Linked DNA regions of Mus musculus: regions 1, 2, 3 and 4 are each linked to region 5. The links are chromatin contacts, called in public Hi-C and promoter capture Hi-C maps. All regions are on one chromosome and are shown on one strand. Each heading gives the region's core, a stretch centred on a gene start, on an enhancer-like site or on the middle of the called end of the contact. The rest is flanking DNA. Distances are from core to core; before and after follow the strand shown. Region 1 holds the start of Cd300lf (CD300 molecule like family member F). Region 2 holds the start of Dnaic2 (dynein, axonemal, intermediate chain 2). Region 3 holds the start of Kif19a (kinesin family member 19A). Region 4 holds the start of Btbd17 (BTB (POZ) domain containing 17). Region 5 holds the start of Cd300lb (CD300 molecule like family member B).

The links. Promoter capture Hi-C pulls out the DNA fragments that hold promoters and counts their contacts. A called contact is a pair of places that touch in the nucleus more often than the background predicts. Capture Hi-C pulls out chosen DNA fragments and counts their contacts.
Region 1: a Hi-C map of embryonic stem cells shows a contact between it and region 5, with 1.8 times the contacts expected there. The contact joins the promoter of Cd300lf here to the promoter of Cd300lb in region 5. A contact is called at or near these places in 3 of 39 promoter capture datasets (the C10 cell line, embryonic stem cells and neutrophils), 5 of 484 Hi-C or Micro-C datasets (cerebellum, embryonic stem cells, gonadal supporting cells and 2 more) and 1 of 9 other capture datasets (adipose tissue).
Region 2: a promoter capture Hi-C map of trophoblast stem cells shows a contact between it and region 5, with 4 times the contacts expected there. The contact joins the promoter of Dnaic2 here to the promoter of Cd300lb in region 5. A contact is called at or near these places in 24 of 39 promoter capture datasets (the 3T3-L1 cell line, 3T3-L1-derived adipocytes, the C10 cell line and 15 more), 1 of 15 datasets of contacts at CTCF or cohesin (large pre-B cells), 4 of 115 datasets of contacts at active chromatin or transcription factors (embryonic stem cells, pancreatic cancer cells and stem cell-derived neural progenitor cells) and 3 of 9 other capture datasets (adipose tissue, liver and pancreatic islet).
Region 3: a promoter capture Hi-C map of liver shows a contact between it and region 5. The contact joins the promoter of Kif19a here to the promoter of Cd300lb in region 5. A contact is called at or near these places in 7 of 39 promoter capture datasets (3T3-L1-derived adipocytes, the C10 cell line, the HPC-7 cell line and 4 more), 3 of 484 Hi-C or Micro-C datasets (embryonic ectoderm, nephron progenitors and tail fibroblasts) and 3 of 9 other capture datasets (adipose tissue, liver and pancreatic islet).
Region 4: a contact with region 5 is called in a promoter capture Hi-C map of liver. The contact joins the promoter of Btbd17 here to the promoter of Cd300lb in region 5. A contact is called at or near these places in 4 of 39 promoter capture datasets (cranial neural crest, embryonic stem cells and liver), 1 of 15 datasets of contacts at CTCF or cohesin (large pre-B cells), 6 of 484 Hi-C or Micro-C datasets (CD8 T cells, LSK cells, cortical neurons and 3 more), 12 of 115 datasets of contacts at active chromatin or transcription factors (differentiating embryonic stem cells, double positive thymocytes, embryonic forebrain and 7 more) and 4 of 9 other capture datasets (adipose tissue, embryonic stem cells, liver and 1 more).

Annotation. Positions count from the first base shown.
Region 1 is chr11:115,130,702-115,135,770 of GRCm38.p6, forward strand. It overlaps Cd300lf (CD300 molecule like family member F), which reads right to left and starts at 3,291. Exons shown (of 7, transcript NM_001169153.1): 1 at 3,138-3,291. The coding sequence starts at 3,180. It also overlaps a transcript of Rab37 not described here.
Region 2 is chr11:114,725,495-114,729,880 of GRCm38.p6, forward strand. It overlaps Dnaic2 (dynein, axonemal, intermediate chain 2), which reads left to right and starts at 1,925. Exons shown (of 13, transcript NM_001034878.3): 1 at 1,925-2,281.
Region 3 is chr11:114,764,026-114,768,819 of GRCm38.p6, forward strand. It overlaps Kif19a (kinesin family member 19A), which reads left to right and starts at 1,364. Exons shown (of 20, transcript NM_001102615.1): 1 at 1,364-1,527; 2 at 3,131-3,211. The coding sequence starts at 1,489.
Region 4 is chr11:114,793,995-114,798,437 of GRCm38.p6, forward strand. Btbd17 (BTB (POZ) domain containing 17) reads right to left here and starts at 1,898. Exons shown (of 3, transcript NM_028055.4): 1 at 1,770-1,898; 2 at 1-132. The coding sequence starts at 1,854.
Region 5 is chr11:114,932,264-114,936,660 of GRCm38.p6, forward strand. It overlaps Cd300lb (CD300 molecule like family member B), which reads right to left and starts at 2,108. Exons shown (of 4, transcript NM_199221.3): 1 at 1,946-2,108. The coding sequence starts at 1,985. It also overlaps the pseudogene Gm11699.

The DNA of each region.
Region 1 (5,069 bases), core at 2,041-4,540, 200 kb after region 5:
AACCTGATCGTTCAGTTCTAGAAAGCCGGAACGGGAAGAGTAATGTTAGAAACAGCCACATTCTCTCTAATGGATACATTCATTCAAGCAGCTGCCGTTTGTCTAATTAGTACCCACTGGGGTTATAGAAACAAACCTCTCTGCCTTCTAGAAGCTTCTGTTCTACTAAGGTGAGGGAGTGGGGCACAGGCAAGAGGAGACAGAGCACGGGAAACCTTTTGTTTGGTTTTTCCTGTTTGTTTCCTTTTTGAGGCAGGGTCTCACAGAACTCATGCCTTGGACTCTGTAGGTGGGAATGATCAGGAACCCCCACTCCTTTTGTCTATGCCTCCTGAGTGGAGCTGGCCAGATCCTGGCAGGAACAGTTTGAATTAAGGTCATCAATGAAATGAAGACCTGGGGGGTGTGAGGAGCCTGGGGCCACACAGGCAAGAACACTCAGGGTGAAGGGGCCAAGCAAACCCAGTGAGTTCAAAGCCAGGTAGGGGAGGGAGATGAACCAGGCAAGGAAGCAAGAGAAGAGAGGACCGGGAAGACTACACAGAAAGGAATCAGGTGCCCAGTACCTTGTATGCCCTCTGTGAGGACTTAGGGTTCTAATTCTAAGCTGAGGAGGTCATTGGAGATGGTTGCCCCCCAGCTTTGGCTGAGCAGTAAGAAAATATGGAGTTGCAGAGCACTAAGATGAAGAGGAATGGGGACGAGAGTGAACTGGGAAGATTTGATAAGGCCATGTGTGAAGTCTCTCTCTTTTTTTTCTTTCTTCCTTCCTTTCTCCTTTCCTTCCTTCCTCTCTCTCTTCTTCCTTTCTTCTTCTTCTTCTTCTTCTTCTTCTTCTTCTTCTTCTTCTTCTTCTTCGTCTTCGTCTTCGTCTTCTTCGTCTTCTTCGTCTTCTTCTTCTTCTTCTTCTTCTTCTTCTTCTTCTTCTTCTTCTTCTTCTTCTTCTCTCTCTCTCTCTCTCTCTCTCTCTCTCTCTCCCTCCCTCTCTCTCAGTTGGGGGTCTTACTATTCCCAAATTTCTTTTCTTTTTTGTGTGTATATGTGTATGAGTATGTGCTTATGGGCATGTGAACCTAACTACAGGTTCCCATGAAGCCCAAAAAGGACATCAGAGCTGGGGTGACAGGTGGTTGTGAGACACTGGGTACTGGGGGTTGAACCTGGGCCCTCTGTGGGAAGAAAAAAGCATGCCTCCTTAACTGCTGAGCCATCTCTTCAGCCCCCACCTTTGAAATGTCAATGTCTAAATACAAAAGCTGAATACACACTTAGCTATAAGAGTCCTGAGAAACGTCTGCTCTAGGGGTATGAAACTGAAAGCCATCTGCTAAAAAATATTTCAAGCCTAGAGGAGAAGCCCAAGAGCACAGTGGAAACCACCAGAATACAAAGCAAGAAACCCCTCTTCAGCGGTCTAAGTCAGCAGGCCCTAGAGCAGCAGTTTTCAACCTTCCTAACATCACGACCCTTTAAAACAGTTCCTCATGTTATGGTGACTCTCCCCAAACAATAAAATCATTTTCATTGCTACCTCGTAATTTTGCTAGCTTGATGAATTTCAGCATAAACATTCTTGGAAATAGAGGTTTGCCGCAGGGGTCGTTGGAACCACTGCCCTAGAGAGTATCTGAGTACTCATCTATACTGCAGCAGTAGCCGCAATAACCGAGCCATGAATCAAAGTCCATGGACAGACGAATGGATAAAGGAGGTGTCGTATAAATACACAATGATGCCTGCAGGAAAAAAACACTGAACTGGAGGCCATCTTGTTAAAGAGAATACACCAGATTCAGAAAGACAGATATTGCATGTTTTCTCTCCTACGCAAACTCCAGATTTGAAAAAACAAACAAACAAACATGGAAGTAGAAGAGGGTATTTAGGGAGAAGAAGGGGACCCGTAGAAATGGGGAGAAGATGAGAGAAGACGATTGTCTAGGTGCATGCAATGCTCACAGGAGAAAAATGACACAAAGGACTCATGATTTGGTGCAATTTATTTGAAGACAGTCCCACCCTGCACCCTGACTAGCCTGGAACTTGCTATGTAGACTAGGTTGTCCCTAAATGCACAGAGAGTCACCTACCTCTGTCTTCCAAATGAAGAGAGATTAAAGGTGTGCATCATTGTGTTCAAGAGTAAATTCTCTTTCTTTGAAATCAAAACTGTATCCATTCGCTTACAGCTACATTAATTCAAGTGTCATGGCACAGGCCTATAGTCCCAGCACCAGAAAAACCCCTTCGGTGGTCTAACTCAACATGCACTAACTAGAGCAGTGATTCTCAGCCTTCCTAGTGCTTTGACCCTTTAACACAGTTCCTCATGTTGTGGTGACCCCCAGCCATAAAATTATTTTTGTTGCTACTTTGTAATTGTAATTTTGCTACTGTTATGAATCGTGTTGTGATTTTTTTTTTTTTTTTTGGTTTTTTGAGACAGGGTTTCTCTGTATAGCCCTGGCTGTCCTGGAACTCACTTTGTAGACCAGGCTGGCCTCGAACTCAGAAATCTGCCTGCCTCTGCCTCCCGAGTGCTGGGATTAAAGGCATGCGCCACCACTGCCTGGCTGTGAATATTTTTGGAGGTAGACGCAGAGGTAGAAGGATCACTAGTTAGAGGGCCAGCCTTGGCTACATATGGAGCACCTCCCCCATCTCAAAACACAAGAAAGTGCTGTCAGCCCTCTATCTGTGGCCTTGTCTCCTGCCCCCTCTTCACCTTTCAGTCCTCAGCCATTTCTGACAGCACCTTCTCTCCCAGTTGCCACAAATCACCTTTTCATCAGTTGTGAATAGCAGACTTTTTTTTTATCCCTTCAGCAACCTGTTCCCACAATCATTTCTTCCCCCCAAAGCCTTCCCTCCCTTGCTGTAACACAATCACACATTGACAATCCAGCCTCATCAGACATTCTCCTGAGCAACCAGGGCTCTCCTGTCTTTCAAAGACCAGCGGGGCCCATCAGTGTGTCTGTCTTAAATACGACCAGTCCCTCAGTAGTCTAGAATTGTGCCTAGGTCGGGGCTTAAGAACTCAATATTTCTGCCACAAAAGCGCCACAACAATGGGGTGGTGGACAGATGACCCCTTGCTGGGTGGCCACTTCCTCTGGTTGCCTGAGCTCGCTCACCTGTGATCCAGAAGAGAAAGGGGACCAGCAATGACAAATGCATCTTCTCACACCGGGTCACCTTGGTGGAGCCTGCCAGCGAGAACAGGCTACATGCTCCACTCCTGCGTCTCCTGGTCCTGTGGTTTCCCTCACTCTCACTCGGCACTTCCTCCTTTAGCCACTTCCCGCTGGCATATAAAGCACCAAAAGAGGAAGGAGGTAGGGTGAGAGAAGTGTAACGCAAGAAGTCAGACTTGTGAAAAGGACTTTGAGAAACATCATGTCCTCAGCTCCAGACTGACTTCTGGAAAGAGAACAGGGGCTCCTGCTTTGAATGTGCAGGCTCGGTGCTTCTGGATTCCATCAGCTAGAGCAAGAGTTGCTGGAGCCCAGAAGGCCAGCGCTTCAATAGGTTGAAGGGTGCCAGAAGAGAGTCTCTAGAACAGAGACTGGAATGGAGGGAGCCGAGGGAGCTGAAGGGGTGTCAAAAGCCAGCCTCATCATGGGTGCCAAGCACAGCTGTAATCCAAGAATTTAAGAGGTAGAAACAGGGGAATTAAAAGTTTGACTTGAAACTGAGCTATGTGGTAAGGTCAAGGCTAGCCTGGGCTACATAGCCACACCTGTCTAAGAGGAGGGGAGGAAGTATTGCTCAGTGGCAGAGCTCTTGCCTAACATATGCAAGGTCTTGAGTCTGAGCCTCAGCACTCCCACTCATTACAAACTTACCAGGAGAGGGGCTCAGATATAATCAGGATAAATGAACAGGAATTAACATTACCCAGAAGGCTCTGCTTTGATGGCACTCTTTTTTTGTTGTTGTTTTGTTTGTTTGTTTGTTTGTTTGTTTTTTCAAGACAGGGCTTCTCTGTGTAGCCCTGGCTGTCCTGGAGCTCACACTGTAGACCAGGCTGTCCTCGAACTCAGAAATCCACCTGCCTCTGCCTCCCAAGTGCTGGGATTAAAGGCATGCTCCACCACTGCCTCTTATTGATCTGCCCCAGACTAATAGGTAATAGATATAGACTTAACCTGTATTCCCCAGAAATTTAGTGAATATCCCAGGACTACCTCCCCACTGCCCTCTGCAGAAAACCAGCTTGCTATTCATGACTTCTACCCCCGTTCCCACACCCTCCCTGCAGTAACCATTTGTCCAAATAAGAAAAGAAGGAAGGCCAGCCTTTATGGTCACTCCTCATCCTGACACTGTGGCTTCCATCTCACTCACACCCATTTTCAGGAAGTCCTTAAAATAGGGTCACTTTGGGTAGGAGCTATAGACACCCTGTGACACCTTTAATTGGTGGCGTCCTCAAGTCCTGGCTAGACTAACCATATGCAAGGAGGCACGTTGGAGGGCTATGTCCACAAGAAAACACCAGCTGCTGATAAGCCACAGCTTTTCCAGGATGTGGCCAGGGATGGCCACCTTCTTTACATACTTCTAGACCATAAAGGAAGGCCAACAAGGGTTTTCACTCACCACTGTTAATCAAACAGGTTTCTTCCCAGGGTTCCTCTTCCTCCTCCTCCGCACATGTAGAGTGCCTTTCAGAGAAGTGGTCAACAGGCTGAGGGAACCCTGAAAACCAAGGGGCCATGTTCATGGAAGGTCTAGGACCGACTTTTCCTTTCTTGAGCAGAGGTAGGAAAAAGAAAAAAGAAAAAGATAAAGAAAAAGAAAAAAAAAGAAAAGAGCACAGCTGTCTGACAGGAGCCTATGGCCAGCTCCTCTGATCCTGGTCCTCTCAAACTGGCCCATCCAAGATGGAGGGCCACCCTATGAATCAGGAACTTATTCCATCAGACTTATTCAAGCCACTGTGAGTTATAGCGAGATCGCCCCTTAAACAGGGGCTGTACTGGCTAGTTTTGTGTCAACTTGACACAGCTGGAGTTATCACAGAGAAAGGAGCTTCAGTTGAGGAAATGCCTCCATAAGATCCA
Region 2 (4,386 bases), core at 675-3,174, 210 kb before region 5:
CCTGGCCTGGGATTCACCTCATTCTCTGGAGCCTGTAGGGACAAGCACAGTGCTGGCGGGGGCTCACAATGGGCTGGATTATCATCTGTGTCTGATTGCGTGTTCTCCCCCATTATCCTGAAGAACTGCCACTGTTCAACGTGAAGATGGAGAAAGTTAAGTCTCAGAAATGGAAAGTAAGGCTGGGATGTAGTTCAGTGGTAGAGCTCCAGCCTATCCGATGCAAGGCCCTGTCAATCCCAATACTGAAAGATTATCTTAAGACACCACCATTCGATTGCTGTGAAGAGACGCCACAACCAAGGCAAATATTATACAAGAAAGCTTTTAACTGGGGGGTTTGCTTATAGTTTCAGAGGGTTAGTCCATTATCATCATGGAGGGAAACATGGTGGTACATGGACAGACATGATGCTGGAAAAGTAGCTGAGGGCTACATCCTGATCCACAGGCAGCAGGAAAGGAGAGAGAGAGAGAGAGAGAGAGAGAGAGAGAGAGAGAGAGAGAGAGAGACTGGGCCTGGTGTGAGCTTTTAAAGCCTCCAAGCCCACTCCCAGTGACATACCTTCTCCAACAAGGTTCTAATCTTTTCCAAAAAGCTTGTCCATCTGGGAACTAAGCATACAAATATATGAGCTATGAGGGTGATCTCATTCAAACCTCACAGGGGATGGCAGAGAGAGTGCCTTGCTAAAATCCCATGATAAATAAAGAACCAACCTCGGGTCCCAAATGCTCTTAAGGAACACCTCTGGGAAAGTATATACGGTTCTGTAGTTTTCTTTCTCTTTAAAAAATTATATTGTGGGCTGGAGAGATGGCTCAGAGGTTAAATACACTGACTGTGCTTCCAGAGGTCCTGAGGTCAATTCCCAGCAACCACATGGTGGCTCACAACCATCTGTAATGGAATCTTGGTACCCTCTTCTGGCATGCTGACAGAACACGGTACTAAATAAATAAATAAATCTTTTTTTAAAAATCATATTGTGTATGTGTGTGTTTGTGTGTGTCTTACATAGCACAAGTATGGAGGTCAGAGGACAACTTAGAGAATTCAGTTCTCTCCTTCACCATGTGTGTCTGGGGCTCAACCCTAGGTCATAGAAGTGGTAGCAAGCCCCTTTCTCTACTGAGCCATCTCACCAGTCCTAGATATAGGACTCTACCTCCCTTCTTTAATTCTTTTTAAATTATTGATGATGATGATGATTGTGGGTGTGCTACATGACACAGATCAGAGGACAACTTTGTGGAATCCATTTTTTCCCCCATTTTTATGTGGGTTCTAGGATGTGAACTCTGCTTGTCAGGCTTACCCAACAAAGTGCCTTGTACTCAGCCTGTCCATCAATCCCTCCCACATTTTCTCACTTCCTTGCCTCAAGCTCATGAGAAACACATCTCTCTTTGTGTCATTCATGTGTCCATCAGCTAGCTCATTCATTCATGCAATGAAACCATATTTACAACGTGCCAGCCGCATAGCTAAGCCATGCTTGCATGCATTGAGCCTGACCCTCAAGGAATTTCCATTCCAGAGATGAATTCAGAAGGGTGGTGGTGCAAGGGATACGTTAACAGAAGAGACCCGGACATTGTAGCAGTGACAAATCAGACATGATCCGAACTGACCCAGGTGCGGGGCTTCCCACGCTCTGGTCACTTTGATTGCGTTTTCGGGGGATACGGGAGTGGGGGAGGGACTTTGCTGGGTATAGACTGTAGACTTGGGTAGGCATTTTGGCAAAGCTTTGGTTAACTTTCCTCCACCTCTTCCGCAGACCTCCTCCAGAGAAGGAAGGAGAGAAGGGGGTGCTTCCGACTAGCGGGACCAGAGTCACGTGCTCCAGATCGCCTTCCGAACTGCCGGCGTCTCGGCCCGGCCAGGGTTGCTAGGCAACTGGTAAACTCCGCAGCTCCCAGCCGTTTAAGCTGCGCTGGAGCTGGGACTGGTCTTGGGCGCTTCTCCTGGGCTGTGTGGCAGGAGGTGAGCCAGGATAAGGGGCGGGCGTCCTAGAGGACGTCCAAGCCCGAAAGAAGACCTGGCAAAAAGAGGGAAAAGCTCTCGAGGGTAATAATCACCAACAGTGCAAGAAATCTCGGAGAACTGTCAGGTGCTGGAATCAGCTCATTCTGCTGCATTAATCCTCGCTGCCCTGAATATTCTTCAAGCTCCAGGACCTCCTCAGCCTCCAAGCACCTTGCCTTCTGCACTTCTCCACCAGGCCCTGACCCGGGCTGTGACCCGGAGTGGGCGGGACCTCTTTCTGGCTTTCAGGTGAATGGAACAAAATTTCAAGCCCAGGAAGGATGGGTTGTTAAGAAGAGAGCTTTCAGTTAAACGTAGGGAGGGGGATAGGGATAGGCCGGTAAACCCTGCACTCCTGTAAACTGATGCAGGAGGATTACCAAGAGTCAGAGAGCAACCTAGACTACTCAGTGCGCTCTAGGCCAGTGGACTCAGAGTGAGAGCCTGTCTCAAAGACTAAGAGAGGGGGCTGGAGGACTGTCTCAGCTGCTAAGAGTGAGTGCGCTCTTGCAAAGAACCGGGAGTTTGATTTCCAGCACCCACATCAGGTGACTCACAACCCCTGAAACTCCAACTCCAGGGGATTTGGCACTTCTGGCTTCCACCCCACCTGCACTTGTGTGCACTTACACACACACACACACACACACACACACACACACACACACACACACACACACGATTAAAAATAAAGTGAAATTAAGAAAAATAAAATGGAGGGCGTAAAATGGGAGATCACAAGAGTCTTGTGGACTGAGCACAGGTACTGTATGTAAATGCACCTTTTCTTTTGCCCCTCCATCTGGGAGTTGGCCTTTCATCTACATTTAGGGTCAGGAGACCATTTTCCTAACCTTGTCCAGAAGGTTCACAAAGACATTGGAAAGACACAGGAGCCCTTCCATCTGTATTCCTCACTCAAGCACGGCTCTACAATTCCAGGCACACAAGGGACAAAGGGTGACCCTCCTCCTGGCCCCCTTCCCATACTGACACCTCTGTTGCCTGCTATTTCCTGGCCCTTCCTCCCAGCTGTGTACCATGCTTTCCGCTCAACCACAAGGGGTTCTCTCTAGGAACGACTTTGCTCATTATCCTCGCCTGAGGCAAGTCTTGTTGTTTCTGTTGGGCTAGGGTGCAGGAAATGATCACATGTTTTGGTGTTTGGACCAGGGTATAGCGGTTCTTTGTGACCCTGGATTTGAGACTCAGTGGGGCTGGGTGTAGCTCAATGGTAGAGCACTGGCTGATATGTGTAAGGTTCTAAGAGTCCATATTTAGCTCTGTGTGTGTGTGTGTGTGTGTGTGTGTGTGTGTGTGTGTGTAAGAGGGAGGAGGAAGAGGAAGAGAAAGAGAGAGAGAGAGAGAGAGAGAGAGAGAGAGAGAGATTATGATACTGCATGCTTCTGGAAGGTTCCCACGGGGGCAATGTTCCCCTGAAACTCCCAAGCAACAATACTCCTGATGTCCCCTTGAAGACACCCTGCTCAGACCCTCTTTGGGGAAGCCTCACCCTGGAGCATTTGTCTTCCAAAAGAGGAGAAAGAGCACTCTGACACTCTTGGCTGACCTAGCCATTTATCTTTGCACCCTGTTAGCTTGTGAGAAAAGAGCCTGCTCTGGGGCTTTGAGTATGCTGTCTTCTTGTCACCAGGCTAGCCTTTAAATGTCCCCTCTGTCTGCCTCCAGACACAAGACAATGCCTCCGTTCTCCACGAGGGCTTGGCCTCGGGAAACACCAAGTAAGAAAGCAGAGCTGTTAGAATCGGAGCGGGACTGAGGAGGCTGGTGTTTTTCTTTCCGGAATTTTCTCATTCTCTTAAGTGTCCCTGTGTCCTTGGGAGCCAGCTGTACCACAGCAATTGGAGATGGAGAGAGACAGCCCCTAATTGCCTGCATCCAACTGCCAGGTCTGTGGTGGAAGACAGAGAGAACTTAATCGACTTTACATTCTTTCTTCCAAGGCCTCAATTCTGTCCATACAGAATGAAGACACGGGGGGGTGGGGGTGGGGCACCCTTATGCAGACTGCTTCTTTGCCAACCCCTCTGCTCTCTGAGCCATCTCTCCCAACCATAAGGGAGACTTTCTAAACACGTATGATTTGGGTTGGCTTGGGGGATGGCTGGAAGCATGCTTTTATTGTTTTTGGTTTTTTGTTTTGTTTTTTGTTATTTTTGAGACAGGGTCTTCTGTAGCTCAATCTAGTCTCAAACTATGTAGATGGAGCTAGCCTTAACTTATCTCAGTCTTTTTGCCTCTACCTCCCAAGGCCTGGGATTACAGGCATCAATAGCCATGCCTAGCAGGTCATGCTGCCTTGAAGGAACAATGTATGGATGCCTGGGGAGTTA
Region 3 (4,794 bases), core at 114-2,613, 170 kb before region 5:
CCTGTCCGGCTTTTTTACATCGCAAAGTGATCTCACCTGCGAAATTCACAATGGAGAACTGTGTAACCCACTTTTGGTTTTGTTTGTTTGTTTGTTTGTTTGTTTGTTTAATTTTCAAGAAACTCCCCCAACCCAGAAAAAACAAACAAACAAAAAAGCCAGGGGACGGTAGCACAGGCCTTTAATCCCAGCACTTGGGAGACAGAGTCAGGGGGATCTTGTGAGTTGGAAGCCAGGATGGTCTTTCAGAACAGCCAGGGCTACACAGAGAAAAAACTGTCTTAAAAAAAAATTCAAGAAACTTGTCATAAAAGAGTTATTTTTAATGATGTGTGTGTGTGTGTGTGAGAGAGAGAGAGAGAGAGAGAGAGAGAGTACCTCATGAACTGTCTCTCCAGCATTGCCGCCCCCATTCATACTTTAAAAAATTTACATTTATATATTATGCACATGTACTAGGGAGTCCATGTGGTGATCAGAGGACAACATTTGGGTGTCAGGTCTGGCCTTTTACACATGTGGGTCTCAGGAACTGAACTCAGGTAGTGAGCTTGCAAGCTCCCTGACAGGGCAAGCCATCTGGCGGACCCTCGGATTATTTTAAGTAAGCTTATGATTTTGTGTCGAGCCACATCCATAGCTAACCTAGGCCAAATGCAACCTGAGGGGACAGGTGGACTCTCCTGGGTGGTGCTACTCTGGCAGGCAGGCCAAATCCATTCATTCTGACTTCAGGCTTGGTTTGCTAGTGTGTCTATACACTTTACTTAGCCAGGTGCCAAAAGGGTGCAGGCCAGCTTTTCACCCACCTTCTCACTCCCTCATCCTCTCTTCCTCTGGACAATGGGTGCAGCTACCCACACCCTAGGCACTGGCCTCCACCGCTGCGAAGCCAGCATTACTCCTGGAAACTTGAGGCTGCTAGGCGCGCCCTGGAGACGCCCAGTAACAGTCAAGCGAGCAGCAGAAGATCGTAGCCACAGGCAAGGTTGCTTCTGCCCAGCTAGTCGCGTGCCAGGCCGGTGTCGGGAGCGCAGAAGACACAGCCAGGAGCCTCGAGCCTGGGCACGGGTGTGTGCGGAGGGGCCACCAAACGGACGCCGCTAGGCCGGGAGGAGGTCGAGACGCTCAGACCGGTGACCACTCGTACTGACAGAAAACCTCGGGACAAGCAGCAATAGCTGCAACAGAAGCGCAAGGGGGCCGGGGGTGTCCTGCGTGGAGGCGTCCTGCTCACCAAAGTTCAGGGGGCAGAGCGCAGAAGGCGGAGCGAGCATAGGGGGCGGGGCAGCACAGGGGGCGGGGCGGAGCCGGCCAGGCCCTCCTGGCCCCGCCTCCTGGTCAGCGCTCGGGCGGCAGGCGCGTTGTTGGTTTCGGGTTGTCAGGCAGCAGCGGAGGCGGAAGAGCGATCCGAGGAGGTGACCATAGTGGAGGTGCGTCTCAGCCATGCCAGCTGTCGCGGCCTGAGGCTCTTTACCTACCGCAATCATGAAGGACAGCGGTGACTCAAAGGACCAGCAACTCATGGTGAGACCCCTTATCAAGCTCCTGCTTGGTTCCCCTCCACCAAACCTGAGACTTGACAGCCTCAAACATAGTGACCACTGAGAGCAAGAGATGGGAGTCTGGGACTGTGCAGAACAACTACCCAAGTTCTCAGTGGCCAGAAGGGATGGTGGCACTTCCTGGGGTTAGGAAGTTAGCACCCCACTTCCCCTGCCCAAGTTCAGCCTTCTTTGGGCCAAGACTCAGAGGTCAAGACCCAAGAGAGGTCTCAACTATTGCCTGAGAAGGAAGCTGGGATTCTCTAGCGAATCAGAGGGCTTAAACCCAGCCAGGTCTTGCTTTAAAGGAAGATGGAGCCACAGATAGAAAGACAAAAGCCCCCGAAATAGGGGGAGCCAGCACCAAGTCTGAGGAGCAGTTAGTTATGGGCTGTGCCTCAGGCTCTGTCCAAATCAGGACTCCAGATACTTCAGAGAAATGCTAGAAGCCACCTGGATAGTCCCAGGGTCTACTGGCCTGGGAAGAATAGCCACATGGGAAGGAGTAAGGGTAGGTAGAGACCAAAGAGAGATTCTTGACTATCCGTGGTGGAAGCTGGAGCCACAAAGAGAAGCCTTGGTGCTACTCAGGTTGTAGGATAGGTGGAGATCTCTCCTCTCTCTTTCACAGCCTTCTTCCCAGTCCCTAGCCTTAACCTATGATCTGTGGAAATGGTCCTTCTGCCCCAGCAGGCAGAGCATCACTACCGAAATGCCCGAGAACCTGTTTCTGCACAGGGAAGCTTGGATTCAGCCCTAGGAGCCAGTTCCAGACTCGGTGGCACCCTCTCTGACAGTGAGAATGGCCTCTTTGAAAGAGTTTGCTCCAAGAATATTCATTGTCATTAGGGCAGGGACAAAGACCCTCCTTTCACCAAGGAGGCGTATCCAGGGAGGAGGCTGATAAAGGCAATAGGACAGTCTGTGTGGATGAAAGGAACTGAGGGTCCTTGAGGTCCACTCAGTATCCAGGCACCTCCTTTTGCTCAGCAGAAGAAATTCTCCCCAATCCCTGACTCTGGTTTTATTTTGGAGGGAGACATATCTATCTCTAAGTGGCCAGGAAATAGAGAACAGAGAAGCCCTTGGTAACACTTCCTGGGAGTGTTAGGATGCAGCCACAAGTTGCTGGAAGGACAAAGGGGAAGATTCTCATCCTATCCTCATTTCTACACCATTCTGTCCACAACCCCCCCCCCCCTTCCCAACAGTACCTCACTCTCAGATACAGACACGTGGCTCTGGTCCCCAAGGCTCCGGATTTCAGCCCAAGGGAGTGGCAAGTGTTTAATTTGGGCATGTGACTGAAGCAGCCTGTGTAGACAGTTCATCCCCTGGGGGCTCCCCCTGAGGTATACAGACTTTTGAAAAGAGACACTCAGACTCATCCAGACACCCTGTGGACCAGCTGCCCTCTGGCTCAGGCAATGCCCTAGACCCACAATGTTCTTCAGGACCAAGGAGATGCAGATGGTTGGATGCTGGAGAACACAACCCTGTTGGGAAAGGAATTCAAAGACCTTGTCATCCCTCCCTCCATGGCTACGTATGGTCCTCTTAACCCAGGGTTCTGGTCTTCCTCCCAGGTGGCACTTAGGGTCCGGCCCATCAGCGTGGCTGAGCTGGAGGAGGGAGCTACCCTCATCGCTCACAAGATGGACGAGCAGGTACTTGGGGCTGCAACCAGGAGCTGCAGGGTGGAGGCTGGCTCACCTTGCTCTGCATACACACCTGGGCGGGCTCTCCACAGCATCACCAAGAAAGAGGCTTTCTTCTCTCAGGAAGACTTCCTAGAGCAGACCAGGAAAAGCTATGAGCTTTTGGAGCCTGGGTGAGCCCAGACCATAAGATACATTTTGATCCACATGCTGTCAACATCCCCATATGACAGCCAGCTATCCACAGAGCACATATTTAGCTGGTCTAGCAGAAACCCACCACTAGAGCAGGCAAGTTTGGCAGAGCTCTTCACTGTCTACTCTCTTGGTCTTCACATCAGCATGGTGAGAGAGGGCATCTGAGATAATAATTATTCATAACGAACCTAGAACATGCTGGAAGCTGTGCTAAAAATTAGAAAAAACACTCCAACATGAAAAGCCCCATGCTCCCTCTGTTGCTGGAGTTTACTGTGGGGAGAGAAGAAGGCATTGATCAAAGAATTAAAACAGATATAAGAATGTGCAGCTCCGGGCTGGTGAGATGGCTCAGTGGGTAAGAGCACCCGACTGCTCTTCCGAAGGTCTGAAGTTCAAATCCCAGCAACCACATGGTGGCTCACAACCATCTGTAACGAGATCTGACGCCCTCTTCTGGTGTGTCTGAAGACAGCTACAGTGTACTTACATGTAATAAATAAATAAATCTTTAAAAAAAAAAAAAAGAATGTGCAGCCTAGAAGGACTAGAAAAACAGAGTCTGTTGTTCAGAGAGTAAATAAGGGTCTTGAGCCTAGGCTCCCTTAAGAGATGGTGACAGAGATATCTCAGTGGCTAAAACATTTGCCTCATGGGCATGAGGCCTGGGGTGTGATCTCTGGAACCCCCATAATGCTATAAAATGTTTGTGAGTGTATTGGCCTACCTGTAACTCCAGCCTTGGAAGGCAGAGACTGGGAACTCCCAGACTGAGCTAGCTGACAAGAGTAGTCATATCTATGAGCTCTGAGTTTGATTGAGAGACCCTGCCTCAACTCGCGGGGTGATAGAGTGATCACAAAGGTTGCAGAGCAACTCAGGATGATTTTTGGCATCAATGTTAGGGTTCCACATGTACACATACAAATGCCAACAAACATACAAACACACAAGAACAAAAGGGGAGAAATGAGAGAGAGAGTGGTGAACCTGGATATGATAGCACACGTCTGTAATCCAGTACTCATGAGACTGCGGCTGGAGGATCAGGAATCCCATGCTATCCCGGGCTGCAAATTGAGACCCTGTCTTAACTGGCACTGGGGTGGATTATAAAGATAAGCTCTCGCCAGGTGGTGGTGGTGGTGCACTGGACTCTGGAAGCAGAGGCAGGTAGATCTTTGAGTCTAAGACCAGCCTGGTCTGTGGAGTGAGATCCAGGATAGCCAAGGCAATACAGAGAAACCCTGCCGATGATGGTGATGGTGATGGTGACGATGATAAGAGATCTTTAGCAGGGTACCCAAGAGGGAAAATTGCAACCAGAAGGACTTGCTGTGTGCAAAGCCCTTGAGATGGGGCCACAGTGCAACTATATCACTAAGAAAAAGCTA
Region 4 (4,443 bases), core at 648-3,147, 140 kb before region 5:
CCACAGCCTGGACCCGCAGGATGACATCACTGGCATTGCCCTGGCGCAGCAGGTCCTGCAGTCGCTGGAGCAGCATGTGGGAGTGGTTGATGGCGGTGCCTGCTGCCTCCCCACCCACATCGGCTCTCTGAGCTGCAGCAGGAAGGGACATGGCAGAGCCTGAGAGGGCACCCGGCCTGGTGCTTCCAGCTAAGACTGCAGAGGGACCTACTGGTGGCACGGTGGCACTGTGTGGGAGAAGGGTGGGGAGCCTACATGAGTGTCCACAAGCTAGCTCATGCTGAGTGAGCATGTTGGCCCCAGGCAGACTTGGGGTACGTTCTTAGCAGAATATGTTCGGGTCAGGCAGAAGTCGTGGACTAGTTAATGTTTCTGTGAACCTATTGATGTCCATGGCACTTGGTCCCCAGGGGGAGGGTGACAAAACCGGTCAGAGGTGGCACAGCCTTGGGTACTGAGAACTTACGTGGCTGCCATGTGGCATTGAATGAACCTAACCCAGTTCTCATACTCAGGAAAGCTCAAGGGGGCAGAACAGACACATAGTAAATACACACAGGAAAGGGTGGGGAGTTCAAGGCCAGCCTGGACTCCATAGCCAGTACTAGATCAAGTGTTAAGCACACACACACACACACACACACACACACACACACACACACACACACACAAATCAATTTTAAAAATAAATAAATGCACAAGTGAGCAGCCTGGAACCAGCCAGAGACAAAGGAATACAGCCAGCCCTAAAGACCTGGGCGGGAATGACCAGGTGGAGCTCAGGGCCAGGGACAGCAGGCATAGCGTTTCTTTCTGTCTTTGTTTGTTTGTTTGTTCTCTTTTTAGTTTTTTGAGATGGGGTCTCTTATAGTTCAGGCTAGCCTTGAATTCATGATTAGCTGAGGTTGGGCTTGAACTCTTGATCCTTCTCCCTCCTCCATCCTTTGTGCTGGGATTACAGGATTGCATCACCACTCCACAATGAGGAGCACTGCCCCGGCCCTACTCGGTGAGACAGTAAGGGACCCAATGAAGTAACTTGGGTGAACAGTGAAGGAATAGGATTCCAGGGGTAACAGTGTTGAAGCTAGCATCTCCCTTCCAGGGAGGCCTGTTTCTTGTGTTCTCAGGGCAGCTCTGGGGTCAGATAGGGACACATGCTGAGTTATAGAAAAGACACCCCCCTAGACTGAGCAGTGCAGTGAGCCTTGCAAACTGGGAAAAGCAGGCGGTTAATAGTCTGACAATTGCAGAAGGGCACCAGCAGGCAGCTCTTGTGTACACACACACACACACACACACACAGAGTGGGCACAGGGCCTATGTGTGGATCGTTGAAAGGAAGGCTCACAAGAGTGAGCATCTGTGTGTGGGAGAGGGAGACCCAGCAGGGGAGAGAGGGAGCAGCTGCTGGTGGTGAATTTCCCAGCCCCGCCTCCTAGCCCCGCCTCCCCAGCTGTCACTCCGAAAGACCTAAATGCTGATGGCGTTCTCTTGCAGCCTCTGCCTGGACCCAGCTGTCGGAGACAATGAACAATAGAGGGTCTTTTTGTCATTAAGACTCCTGCCTGCTGCCCAGCCTCTTTCCCTGGAAGGCTATGTGCCCCTTTCTCTCTGTCTTTGGAGAGGTCCAGTCTCTCCGTGTTCTCTGGGGCTGGCTGGCTGGCTCCACCTCCTGGCCAGCTCTATGTAGCTCCTAGCAGAAGTTCCTGCCCCCAACCCTTACCTTTTTCCTTACCAGGCACCTGATCCCCGTACTTTCCACTCACCTGCACGAGTGACCAGTCCCACCAAGGCCAGAATAGCCCAGAAGCTGCCCCAGGACCCAGGCTTGCAGGAACCTTTTCTAAGCATCTTTGTGCTCTGTCCCTAAGTCCACTGGAGGGACAGTCAAGTCCAGAGCACTCCGATCCCATCCCTCCTCCTTATATAGGATCCAGCAAGGGGACAGTACCCGCTTCCCTCCTAACCTCCCTCCCCCTACCAGTCTCTGCCATGGATTGGTTGAAGCTGGTCCCTGCTGTTGCCTAGGCAACTACTTAAGCCAGAGTGTGGCAGCCCCAGGGGCTATTGTGTTGGCCTGGGCCCCCAAGGGGAACAGATCCGGACACCCTCCTCCCCCACCTCTTCAGACAACCCAGCAAAGCTAGCTGTTCCTCTCCCGGGAAGTTTTAAGCTCTCTGAAGGGCAAGCAAAGGGCTTCAGGACCCCTGGCAGTCACCAACCCTTAGGGCCCCAGCCCCCAGGCCCAGCCTCCATCCTGGCACAGAGCATACTTGGCAGTGTCCTGGTGAGCTGGCTACAAAGGGAGAGCCTGGAAGAGGCAGGGAAGAGCTGGCTCAGGGCTCTATTCCTCCCCCACCCCCATTTTAGGGTGGGCCAGTCATCCAGAGGGGAGGATAAGGACCTTTAATAGGGGTATGGGGTAATGAGAATTATTCTCATGCCGTTTGTTTCAGAAAGTTCCCGTCATGCTCTGGGGAGGGTGACAGGCCTTTAGAAAAGCTACAGAGGGACCGACTATCTCACACCAGGGACACTGTACTATGGCCCTTGCTCTAGGAACACAGCCTGTTTCTCTACCAAGACAGCCCAAGTCTTTAGTTCAAGCCTATGCATGGCCCATCATTTCAAGGTTCCCCTCCCTGGAAGGTGCCTTCCACCAGCTTCTACCTAAATTCCAGCCTTTCCCTTCCCAAAGTTCCAAGAAGGCGTGTAACAAACCTAGCACCATAGTCCATGTGTAGGGAAATTGAGGCAGGGAGCTAGATTGCAGTCTCAGCTAGATAGTACAGAGAACTGTCCTAAAACAAAGGCAATGGAGAAGGGGAGGGTGGGCTGTGGAGTCCTGTATATGTGTGTTCATGTCTGTGTGGGTGATGCATATGTCTGTGTGTACATGTGTTTATATGCATGTGTCTTTGCATTTGTGTGTATGTGTGCATGTGTGTATACACGTGTGTACGTGTGTATGTGTACACACGTAGGGGGCATTGTGGTGCATATGTGTGTGTGTGTGTGTGTGTGTGTATGCATGTGTGTGTTGAGACCTCACCTTTACATAGAATCAACAGGAATTTTTTCCCACTTCCTTACGAGAGGGACCCCCTTAAGGCTGAAACATGGAAGTCAGAGGATCCTGGGAAATCTGGGTTTCTCAGAGGCCAGACCCTGCTCTGGAGATGGGCTGGAACTTCTTGCCCTGGCTCTTTGGATCCCAGGAGCTAGCTTCATGCATTGAGTTCCATCTCTTTCCGGTGCAAAGACCCAACAGCGTCACCTCCTCCTGGAGCCACAGAGAAAGCAAAAACTGGGTCTGGCACCAATGTTGTCTGGGTTGGCAGAATCAGCTGTCCGGCTTAGCAGAAACGCCTCCCAGCTGACTGAACTCTCACGCCTGCTCTTCCTTGTTCAGAGGCACCATGGTCCCTCCAGTGGCTGTCCGTCTACCCGTCCCTTAAACTGTACAACACCTAGGTTCAATTGAGGCAGACAGAGCCTATGTGGGACAGGGCTGTCCAGCCAATGAGGCAGTGTCACTCCCAGGCACAATGCCCATCAACAGGAATGATTGTTGCTCAGTAAGCGTGCGTCAGCCCCGTTCTTGGAGACCCCCATTAGACTCTCTTGATGCCTGGTCTACCTGCACTGGCATCTCCCATGTTCCTCTAAGGACCTAGAATTCCCAAGGGCAGGACTGAACATTCTGTTTCCTAAGCAAACCAACAGATTGTTATAGATACTCAGAATTATGATCTATGATTGACATTTCAAGTGTGATGGACCAGGAGGTCCCAGGCTACCAAGAAGACCTCCCACTCCCCATCTCTGACAGACTCTTCCCATGATTCCAACTTCCCTCATCCCTGCCTCTCTTCTAATGATTTAAAAACTGACTTGCTGAATAAAGTTCCCATTGCTACAGTGTGTGCAAGCGTGTGCTATATGTGTGCATGTGTGTGCTATATATTTATACATATCTGTGGTAGGGGGTGTCTTGAGACCGGATATGTACAGAAGAGTGCTCTCAGCCTGCACAGTCTTCAAGGTGACACAAGGACAATACCACATTTTATTCCCTGCCATCCATCCCACCACCCCATGGTCTAGAAGCTCTATCACTCCTTGAGCACAAGTCTAAAGATCTTGCAAGCAAGAACAGTCCCCAGAGAGGAGCCAGCGGACTGTGACTTCCTGCCCAGGGTGTGTATGCACTGTCTAAGGAACTTGTTTATGCTCAGCAAGGACAGGCACAGCATGGGCATAAATGTCCATATACTCAGGGTAGCTCTTCTTGGAAGCTAGGTCAACCCCAATAAACGATCTCCATGTAACAAGGTATCTCAAGAGGGTCTAGAAGCAACTGTAAACTTCCATAGTCATGGGTAGGAAGGGAGAGTTTCTGAATCACAAAGGCAAAGAGCAGACGCTAGACACTGACCC
Region 5 (4,397 bases), core at 858-3,357:
AAGCCAGGCTGGTCTACATAGTGAGCTCCAGGCTAGTCAGGGCTATACAGTAAGACCTTATCTCAAAAAAGGAGGGTGGGTGGCTAGAGAGATAGGTTAAGAGTACTGGCTGCTCGCTGGGCGGTGGTGGCCCACGCCTTTAATCCCAGCACTTGGGAGGCAGAGGCAGGCGGATTTCTGAGTTTGAGGCCAGCCTGGTCTACAGAGTGAGTTCCAGGACAGCCAGGGCTACACAGAGAAACCCTGTCTCAGAAAAAAACCAAAAGCAAAACAAAACAACAACAACAACCCCCAAAAAACAAACAAAACAAAACAAAACAAAATGTACTGGCTGTTCTAGTAGAGCATCCAGGTTCAATTCCCAGCTCTAACATGGTAATTTGCAACCATCCATAACTCCAGTTTCAGGGGATCCAATAACCTCTTTCTAGATTCTGTAGGTACCAAGCACACACATGGTATGTACACTTACATACACACAGGTAGAACACCCATACATATATAATAAACCAAAAGAATAAAATCCTTTTTGTGAATGGTCTCAGCTTATGGCTTCTTAAGAGTGTGAATACTCCTTTTTGCTGGGCGCTGGCTGCTTGCTGTCGAAATGGGCAAGTTCACAAAACCAGGGAAAGTGGTGCCAGTCCTGGCTAGATGTTACTCAGGACGCAAAGCTGTCATCATGAGGAACATTGATGATGGACGCACACCAGACGGTCCTTATAGACATGCCCTGGTGACTAGAATTGATCACTAAAAGTGACAGCTGCCATGGGCAAGAAGAAGATCGCCAAGAGATCCAAGATCAAGTCCTTTGTGAAAATTTACAGCTACAGCCCATACCCACGAGGGACTCTGTGGATATCCTCTTGAATGAAACTGTTGTCAACAAGGGTGCCTTCAGAGGCTCAGCTCTGAAACACAAGGCCTGGGGAGGCCAAGGTCAAATTTGAGGACCAATAAAAGACAGGGAAGAACAATTTTTTTTTCCAAAAGCTTCACTTTTAGGTGTGTTTTTGTTTCCATTGCTAAAAAACTAAAAAACAAAAACAAAAAACACCCCCCAAACCAAAAAACCCATCCCCACCAAATCCCACAAAACAACAAACAAGCAAACAAAACTCCCCAAAACTAACCAACCAACCAACCAACCAATCAAAGAGTGTGAATGTGAGCGGGTGATCCTGGAGGTACGGACAGAGTGTGTAGATGTACGGACTGTGTGTAGATGTGCAGCCTTTGAGTATACTAGTGAGCATTGCTCTACTTGTGTGCAAGCCATGGCAGAGCTCACTCTTGGCCTGCTTGGCGTCTAGGAAAGCCCGGTGTTGAGGTTTAGAGTGCAGGCAGCTAGTTGGGGGGCCTGGATCTCAGACACAAGCCCAGTGGTACAGGCACCCGCTATTGTCCCTCGTTTTACCTTTATGCAGTTGCAAACTCACATTTAGCCAGTGTCCCCTCAGTGACCTGTCCACTGAGTGCTCCCTTTGCATGGGTGTGGCAGCTGCTCTAAGCCTGTAAGTCCTTCCCCCAAGCCATGCCCTCTCCCCGGAGTGCATGTTCTGCTTGCTGCAAGGGCTGTAAAGATCTGCTTCCTTCTGAGGTATGGAAGGAGCTGGCTCAGGAGAGCTTTCTGTAGCTCCCTCCGTGGTACCAGCTCTTTCCCCTGAGCTCTTTTTTCTTGTGCTTCTTCCTGCATGTCTCACCTACAAGAGCATCTGGAATCTCCTTTAATGGTCACCTCCATTTCTCCTTTCCCTTCACGTCCCCAGGTCCTGACCCATGCCTGGCACAGTGTAGAGCCCAGCGTCCTTTTGCTGAATGAAGCTACAGAGCTACCCCACATTTCCCTGAAGGTGGCAGCTCTCCTTAAACCTGGGACAGAGCCCTCTATTGCCACTCTACACCTGCAGTCCCAAGCCCCCCAGGCCGTAGCTGAACATACCTGGAAAACTGAGAAGAAGCAAAGCTGGGGACAGCCACATGGTCCTGCCTTCCCACTTTGCTGCACTCCTTGATGAACAGCCAGCAGCAAATCCAAATCTCAGCGGGATACCCAAAGCCCTGGAGATCTCAGCTGACTCGTTCTGTTTGTCCAGGTTGCCTCTGAGTGTCTTACTCATAAGCTTCCTTTTATAGCGTGGGTGTTTCCTGCCGTCAGTTACTCAGCACAAGAGACATCAGTTAATGCCAGAGCTGGGTCACTCAGTAGAAACGAGGAGGCCAGGGAACTGTGCAGGGCAAGCAGAGGCAAAGGAGGGAAGCCTGTAGACCAGTGGTGGGGAAGTCTGGACAATCTGGTCTTGGGTTAAGGGGTAGAGCACTCTGGATATTGGATCCAGAAAGGTTCTATGCTATAATGATGGGCCCAGCAGCTGAGAGTCTCAGCTCGTGTTAGTGGGCTGTGCTCAGCACACCTGGCATTGGATATTTAATCCCCAGTAGATGATGTTCCTTGGGTAGCTTTAGGAGATATGGCCCTGCTGGAGGAAGTATGTCACTTTGAGGTTTCAAAGCCTCCTGGCATTCCCAGTAGCCTCTCTCTGCACCCTACTTGCGCTCTCACCTGTTTTGTGTCTGCTGCCTGCTGTCAGGATTCCCTACCATGATCGACTCTAATCCCTCAGAAACAGAAGCCCAAATCAATCATCTCGTCTATAAATTGTCTTGATATGGCAGTTTTGTTCGTTTTTCCAAAATATTTTTATTGATGATTTGGGAATTTCACATCATAAACCCTGATCAAGCTTAATTCCCAGTCTTCTCAGGTCTGCCCCTCACTCTTGTGACCTTTCCTGCAAAATGAAGGAAGAGGAGGGGGATAAAGAGGAGGAGGAGAAGAAAGAATAAGAAGAGGAGGCAGAAGAGAAAGGAGGAGGAGGAGGAGGAGGAGGAGGAGGAGGAGACAGACAGAGAGAAAGAAAGTAAGAAAACAACTTACACTCATTGGAACATGGTCACACTCCCAGTGGCCAGCCCCTTAAAGAAAATTGAGTCCTTCTCTGTTTGTACCCCAGCTGAGGCCATCAATTGTGAGAACTACAGTTCCACATCCTCATCACAGTTTTTAAGACTTCTTTTCAATGCCATTCTGTCTAAACTGTTACTTTTTTGAGGGGTGTGGTAGAGGTAGGATTTGTCACAGACTCTTTCTATGTCACACTTTCTCAATGAGTCTTCAGCCATTGATACCACTGAAAGAGTAGCTTTCTTGCCCTTCACAGTCAATGGAAGCAGGGATCATGGACTTCCACATGGCTTCTGGCAATGGCATGGACCACAGACATCCACACAGTCTCCAGTGGCAGTACAGACCCCAGACATCAACATGACCCTCTGCCACAGCATAGGGTATGGACACCATCATAGCCCTGCCAGCAGCACAGGCCAAGGGCATCAACGTGGCTGCAGGTGTCAGCATGGCCCTCCAACATCAACATGGCCTCAGGTAACAGCACAGACCATGGGCCACAGACATCAACACAACCCCCAGCTACAGCAGGATCATGGATCTAGACCTGGCCCTCAGCAGTGGCAGACCCATGGATTCTGTTGGGTTTCAGACCTGGGACAAGCAGCTGAGGTGCATAGTTAATATACCAGAGTGGACCTGGCCCCCAAGTTCTCCTAGCACCCCTCAGTCTCTGCCTGTTATAGGGCATGGCCAGCATACCCCACCTTCTCTGTGAGCTTTTCATCCCAGGGGCTGGGCTTCCCCTCCCCAGGAGCTCTTCCCTATACAATCCAGACATTTTGGTCTCCCTCCTCTCCCTCTCTCTGCATTTCCTCTCCCTACCTGCACATGCTCTTTCTCTCTTTCTATGGCCCCTCCCCGTCCCTCTGTCTCCCTTCTCATGGTGACTTTCTTGGGACCAGTGAACCTGCCTGAGAGCTGCACCCAACAAACCTGCCTTTATTCTTTGATTTGGCTCATTTCACCGGTGGAGAATAACATCATCTGGTGCAGAGAAGTTGAGCTCCAGCCCCACCTGGAAATGGGGGACTGAGATTCTTCCCCTCATCTTTCTCTTCATCTGATGAGATCAATTCTGGACTCCATGAGCAACCACCTCCCAGCAGCCTTGGAGCACTGGGTTCTCCTTCCAGGTCTCCAGACCCCTGGGATTCCCTGCCAAGGGCAAGCCAGAACAGAGTCTTTGGATTCAAAGATGTTTGACCTGAGGCTTCCTCATCCTGCCACACACACACACTCACACACTTTATGACCCCAGGCTTATGTTCAGAGCACTGCATAGTTGAGCCTTTGGGTTCCAGGGAAGGCTGGGAAAATGGACACCATTGTGGCTAAACCTCGACTGCCAGACACACCACCAGGCTTTATCTAAATTGCGTTTGTTTCAGACCTTGTACAGACTTTAGTCTGAACTCCACACATC